2 separate regions of the Mus musculus genome follow, and region 1 is linked to region 2. Evidence: chromatin contacts called from public promoter capture Hi-C data. All regions are on one chromosome and are shown on one strand. Each heading gives the region's core, a stretch centred on a gene start, on an enhancer-like site or on the middle of the called end of the contact. The rest is flanking DNA. Distances are from core to core; before and after follow the strand shown. Region 1 holds the start of Riok2 (RIO kinase 2). Region 2 holds the start of Phf10 (PHD finger protein 10).

The links. Promoter capture Hi-C pulls out the DNA fragments that hold promoters and counts their contacts.
Region 1: a promoter capture Hi-C map of pre-B cells shows a contact between it and region 2. The contact joins the promoter of Riok2 here to the promoter of Phf10 in region 2. A contact is called at or near these places in 2 of 39 promoter capture datasets (liver and pre-B cells).

What each region holds. Positions count from the first base shown.
Region 1 is chr17:17,372,617-17,375,652 of GRCm38.p6, forward strand. It overlaps Riok2 (RIO kinase 2), which reads left to right and starts at 1,716. Exons shown (of 10, transcript NM_025934.2): 1 at 1,716-2,054. The coding sequence starts at 1,989. It overlaps Gm36768 (predicted gene, 36768), which reads right to left and starts at 1,600. Exons shown (of 4, transcript NR_168690.1): 1 at 1,398-1,600; 2 at 558-618.
Region 2 is chr17:14,959,872-14,962,859 of GRCm38.p6, forward strand. Phf10 (PHD finger protein 10) reads right to left here and starts at 1,389. Exons shown (of 12, transcript NM_024250.4): 1 at 1,240-1,389. The coding sequence starts at 1,323.

The DNA of each region.
Region 1 (3,036 bases), core at 466-2,965, 2.4 Mb after region 2:
TTATGAGAAGCAACATGTGTCTGTATGAGTTTGACTACAGTGGAGAAGTCTGGGAAAGGGAAATTCAACATTCTTAGTCCTTGGCTTTTCTGTTACATCCAGTGGTTTTTTACACATCTCCTTCCCATAAGTTCAAGTTTTAGGACTTGGGATTAAGTTTCCCCAGAGCCTAGAAAAAAAAAAGTGGTATCTATATTTGATAAATGGTGAATGGATGAAGAATAGGCTAAGTCAGCTGTGGGTCCAGACCCCTTTGGGAACCCCGTCTCCAAAAAAGTATTTGCATTACATTAAGAATTGTAACAGTAGCAAATTACAGTTATGAAGTAGCAATAAAAAACAATTCTATTGTTGGCAATCACCACAAAATAAACTGTATTAAAGGACCGCTGTACTAGGATGGTTGGGAACCACTGGCTTAAGTCACACTAAGTATGGTGAGAAAGGAAGATTGAATTTAAATCCTTTACTCATAAATGACTTGATTACTAAAAAAACAAACAAACAAACAAAAAACCCACAATATTGAAAAGATGAGAAATCTGGACTGTGATTACCCCAATATTCCAGAACTTGGATCCAAACCCACTCAATTAGTGGTGGCTCTGTGGAGCAATGCTGAAAGGAGACAGAAAGACAGATAATCAAAGCTTCAAACTTTTTGTTTTCACATGTTCTAATGTTAATGTAGAAAGAAAAATTCCATTGTGTACAACGGTCTTAATTAGTTAAGTCCTAATTAGATATGCCTAGAATCCTGTATTCAAGCATACAAGACCCCAAAGACAGGAACATAGAGATGAAAAAGGATTGATCTTTTGTTTCGATTTGATGATTTTAGATTACCAACTACTTTAGCTGGACCGATACGGACACTACAGCCTGCTGTCTGCCCCTATGCTTTATGAAAGAGCTTACTCCAGGAAGATACTCAGCACCACTCTCCAAAAGGAGGAAATGAATACATTGTTTCTTGGAAACTGGAAGGAGTGGAGTATGGAAGGAACACGAAGGTATCTTAATCTGAGTCCTTAAAGTTTGCACATACCTCAAAAAAAAAAAAAAAAAAGTTACACACCAGTCGTTGGCAATCTCTCAAGTATAAAGCAGATCATAACACTGGACACTTATAGCGCCCAAGCTTAACCTAAGAGCTGACCAGAGAAGATCTGCAGCTTAAAGGACTGAAATATAGATAATTCGTGAAATGAGAAACACAGGTACTGAATATCACATGAGTCACACTTGTTACTATGCTGCTGCTGTCGGGATGAAGGTACGGTAATAAAAGTCTTTGTCTTGGGTACATTGTCTTGTTAAGCCTCCCAAATGCTCCTGGACCCAAGAAACATTGAGGTGCGCGCTTTCTTTGGAAGCGAGCACTGGATAGTACGTACAGAAGCTCCTCCTAACCCGTCCTGGGATCAGCGTCCCAGGCCAGCGGGGCAGCTCCTAACCCGGCCCTCCTCCGCCGGACAGGGGTGGGGCTGCCGAGAGACAGCGCGTGCGGCTCTGTGGCCACCCTTTCAGTGGTTTTGCTGGCCTCCGGTCTCGCTTACTCATTTCCCTCCCTGACTTTACAGTGCACAGTTGCTGCACTAAAAGTGGGCGTGGCTCGGAACGAATAAAACACGCCCCTCTCGTGACGTAAGCACTGTTGCATGCGGAAGTCCGGCCTTAATTCCAATCAGGTCCTAGCAGCTCTGAAAAGTAACGTGGCATACTATGTAAAACATTTGCAACTTGCCAAATCAGTCAAACGTAAATTATTTATTTAGGGGCTGAAAAATCACTTCTGCCTGATTTTTAGCTACAAAAACGAGAAAAAAATAGCATTTTTCTACTGCTTCTTGAGCACGTGTTCTTACCTAGCGATAAGCACCTTAAATACAGGGCGCGTGCGCGGGCAGGTCGCCGCCGAAAGCCTGCGAGATTACCCAGCAACTTTGCGTCTTCCCAGAGAGCGTCCGTGGTGGAACTGGGCAAGCATGGGGAAGGTGAATGTAGCCAAGCTTAGGTACATGAGCCGCGATGACTTCAGAGTTCTGACTGCGGTAAGGAGTACACCTTTCTTGCTTATCCATTCGGTGACGTCCTCCTCCTGCTATTCTAAGGTCGCTGGGAGCTGAGTGAGGGCTCTCTGATTTGTGGATTGTTTGCCGAGGCTGGGATCTGGGTAAAGGGCACCAAGGTCTGATTTTCATGAAGCTTTGTGAAAAAAAGAACTATCTTTTACTAAACATGGTTCTTCCTTTCAGCTTCTTTTGCTGCAGATGTGCTTACGTCTCTGTGGCCCGGGAAATTTCATTGATCTTTGGCTTCCAAACTAGGGGAGGGTGGGAGTTAAGTCCTCTAATAGACTCAGACACTTAATGTTAAAAAAAAAAAGTCAGCTTTCTCTATCAAATATAACAGCAGAGTGCAAAACAAAGGAGGAAAGGAGATGCCTCTTAGTCGACCAGCAAATCAATATGTTAACAATGTAGTCAGATAGTAAGTACCGTGAAGGTAACAAAGGATAAAGAAATAGAAAGTAGCCACGTGTTGGAAGGATACTGTCTTTGAGTTTTACAGTGATGGAGACAGAATCCAAGAATCTTGTCTTTACTGTTAATCGAACTACAAAGTTTGTCCCCACCCCCCGAACCAATGAATCTTAACTGCCGGAGAAAAAAGTGTCCTTGGAGAGAGTTGTAGAAGAGGTGTCCTTGGAGAGAGTTAGAGGCAAATTAGAGCAAAAACTCAGAGATGGGAGGGAGAGTCTTCATAGAAGAGAAAGGTTCGATATAATGGTTGGGGACATACATGGAAAATGAGAACCAAACCATATAAGCCCTTGCAGGCCTAGTAAACGATGTGTGTGTAAGCCCGTGATTTATTTTTATTTATTTTTTAATTCATTTATTTATTTATTTATTTTGGTTTTTCAAGACAGGGTTTCTCTGGGTGTCCCTGGCTATCCTGAAACTCACTCTGTAGACAGACTGGCCTCAAACTCAGAAATCTGCCTGCCTCTGCCTCCCAAGTGCTGGGATT
Region 2 (2,988 bases), core at 139-2,638:
GCAGAAATTCAACACTTTGTGATAAACTCATAGGAGATATAGGTTGTTGAGCCATTCCATTAAGGAAATAAGTAATCAAATGTTTTAAAAACAATTCATTACGTTAATTAATAGGCTTAAACTCCTATTTTTTTTTTAAATCAAGGTACTATAGCTCCTAACACTACTACTCTTACTATAAATTTCAATAAAGGCCCACGGAAGGGAATGAAAAGGCAGCACAGGCTAGCATGCCAAGTCAGCATGGCACTGCGGGCTGCCAGAGAATCTTACTGAGCACTGCCCTCCACCAGCTGTGTGCTGCAAGCTTCTCCCCAGTCCTAAAGCCTAGGTGGCTGATGCAAGGATGCAGTGAAGTGATCACATAAGAGCCAGGTAGCACATAGCTGTCTGATATATGTTAACGTTGTGATTAGCAGTGACTTTATATTTCATTATGTCTCCAGCACCTAGGAATTTACTAAAATTACTTTCCAAATTAAAAAAGAACATAGAAATCATTCCCCTTTTCACTCTTCAAGAATGAAATCAAGTAGACTTAATATTCCCTTTTAAAGCTAACAATCAAGAAGTTGAAAGATAATTAAATTTCTTAGTATGTTTTTCACTGTATTCATGGTCCATACTGGCTTGACACCGTTAATTTTAAGCACTATTTTATTAATTTGTGGACATTTTAAGGATTTCTGTATGTCAATACTTTTACTTAAAAACAATGATCCTCTCGAAAAGAAACAATAACGGAAGTTGACACAGAGTTTACCAGCTCACAACTGTAGGAATCCTAAGGGCTACGTTCCAGGTAAGGCCCTCCCCTCCGCACCATCCTCGGTCAGGACAGGGAGCCAGCAGCCCCCTGCGAGCAGTCAGAGACCCCACCAGGGAGGACCGGCACGTGGCGGGGGCCACCTCGGCTGGCCGGGTCTGTGGGTGTGAAACCACGTTCTGCCAACTCGGGACCCCGAGCGCACGTCCCGCTCAGCGTCTCCCCGACTGAGATCCCCAAGGCCGCCAACTTTTCCGACTTTCCCAGGCTGGGGGCGCTTCGTCTCAAGCACTCTTCCCGAGTCCCCCGGTCCCAGCTATTCCCGGACAACTTCCCACCCCGCCGCGCAGGTCTCCCCGACGTCCGCGCCCACTGTCCGCCGCACTTGTTGCTCCAGGACCCGCCGCCCGGTCTCCTCTTCTCTCCCGAGCCCGGCCTGGGCCGCTGCCCCTTGGGCAGCGCGCTCCGCTCACCTTTGGGGACTGCGCTCCGGGGGAGGCCGGGTCGCTGTCGCACCGCCCCGGGGACAGCGCCGCCCCGGGCCCGGCCGCTGCCATCAGCCCAAGCGCCCCGCGCCTCCGTCGTCGTCGCCGCCTTCGCCTAGTCCCAGCGGCCGCCGCCGCCGCCGCTGCCGCCGCTGTCGCGCGGGCCGCCCGGCGCCCCGGCCCCGCCCCCTCCGCCCGCCCGCCCGGGGGCCGGCCCCTGCCGCCGCGCGCCCCGCGGCCCGCCAGCGCCACCGCCATGGCCGCCAGCGCGCTGCCGGCCGGGACCCGCACGCCGCTCACGTCAGCCGGCCGCAGCTGCGCGGCTCCGCCGGCCTCGGCCGGGGCCTTGCCGCCTTGCCGCCTTCACCCGGCGCGCCGCGCCCGGCCTGAGCTCCGCTGGCCAGCCACCGCCTCGGTCCCGGCCCCACCCGGGTTCCTGGCCGCCTGGCGAGCTCGCTGCCGCCCCTTCCCTGCGCCCCCGGCCCGGCCCTCCGCGTCAGCCGCGGCTCCGCGCCGCCCCGCCCCGCCGCGGTCCCGCCCCCTCCCCTCCTCCGCTGCGCGTCAGCCGGGGGTCCTCAGTCGGCGGTGCCTGCCTTGTCCCCACCTGGGTCCCTAGCCCCTCCCCTCAAAGATGTGTCTTCACCACGCTTGTTCTCCAATCCCTCCCCCGTACCCAGCTCCTCCCCTCAGCCCGGGGTCGCCACCACGCCGCCGTGTCCTCCCCACTCCCGATCATCAGCACCTTAGCTGAGGGTCCCTACCGCGCGGTATCCTCCCACCAACCCCACCCCTACCGGTCCCCAGCCCCTCCTCTCAGCCCGGGGTCTCCACAGCCGCGGCGACCTCCCCTTCTCCACCAGGGTCCTCGCTCCCTTCTGTAAATGAAGGATTAGTGTCCTCAGCCCACTTCCTCCTCTCTCGCAGCCCTTAGGGTCAACCACCCCAGGAGCTCCGCCTCCTCCCTCTTTGAGATCCCCTTCTCCTGAGTCCTTTCTGACTTCTCCACCCCACCTCTCCATCTTCACTCCACACACCCCAGGATCCCCAAGGCGCTCTTGGCTCATTTGTTCTACAACTGCTTCTCCTGTGACCTTGGCGTAGTGGCCCCCATGGCCACGGGAAAAGTCACAGCAGCACTCAGGTTGAACGGAACCCAGTCAGGCAAGGAGAACATAGGGAAGGTTCCCAAAATCATATGACAGAGTCAGCACAGTCACCTGCAGGACACAGGATTGGGAATTCCTGGAAATGGAAGCCAATTGTCCAATGGTGTTTGGACAGGATTTATATTGATGTTAGTGCTTAGACTTCGCCACAGGAAAGGCCGTACCCCACCCTTTGAAAAGAGCACCAGGAAGACAACAGGTCCAATGGACAAAGGCAAGGGGCAGAGAGGCAGGCCTACATCCCCCACCCCCCATCCCCTCCACTCCCCACAACACTTCCAAGAATGTAGGGGACCAAACCAGAAAAGGTGGTGGTGATCTAGCTCTTGGATTTTAGAATTCGAGTTCCCTTTCACAGCCACAGCTTCTAGCTCCAGAAAGTAAGCCCAGCACTTCTCTCCTCCTTTGAAATATATATAGTGTATCCACATGAAGTATAGAGCCGACAAATAATGTAGAGGTGAAGGGAGTGCCTGCCATAGAGCAGGATGTCTGCAGCTTCAAGATAAAGTGATACACAAATATATATAACTGAACTTAAGGGCATCGTAGGTGGGAAAGAGCATACTTG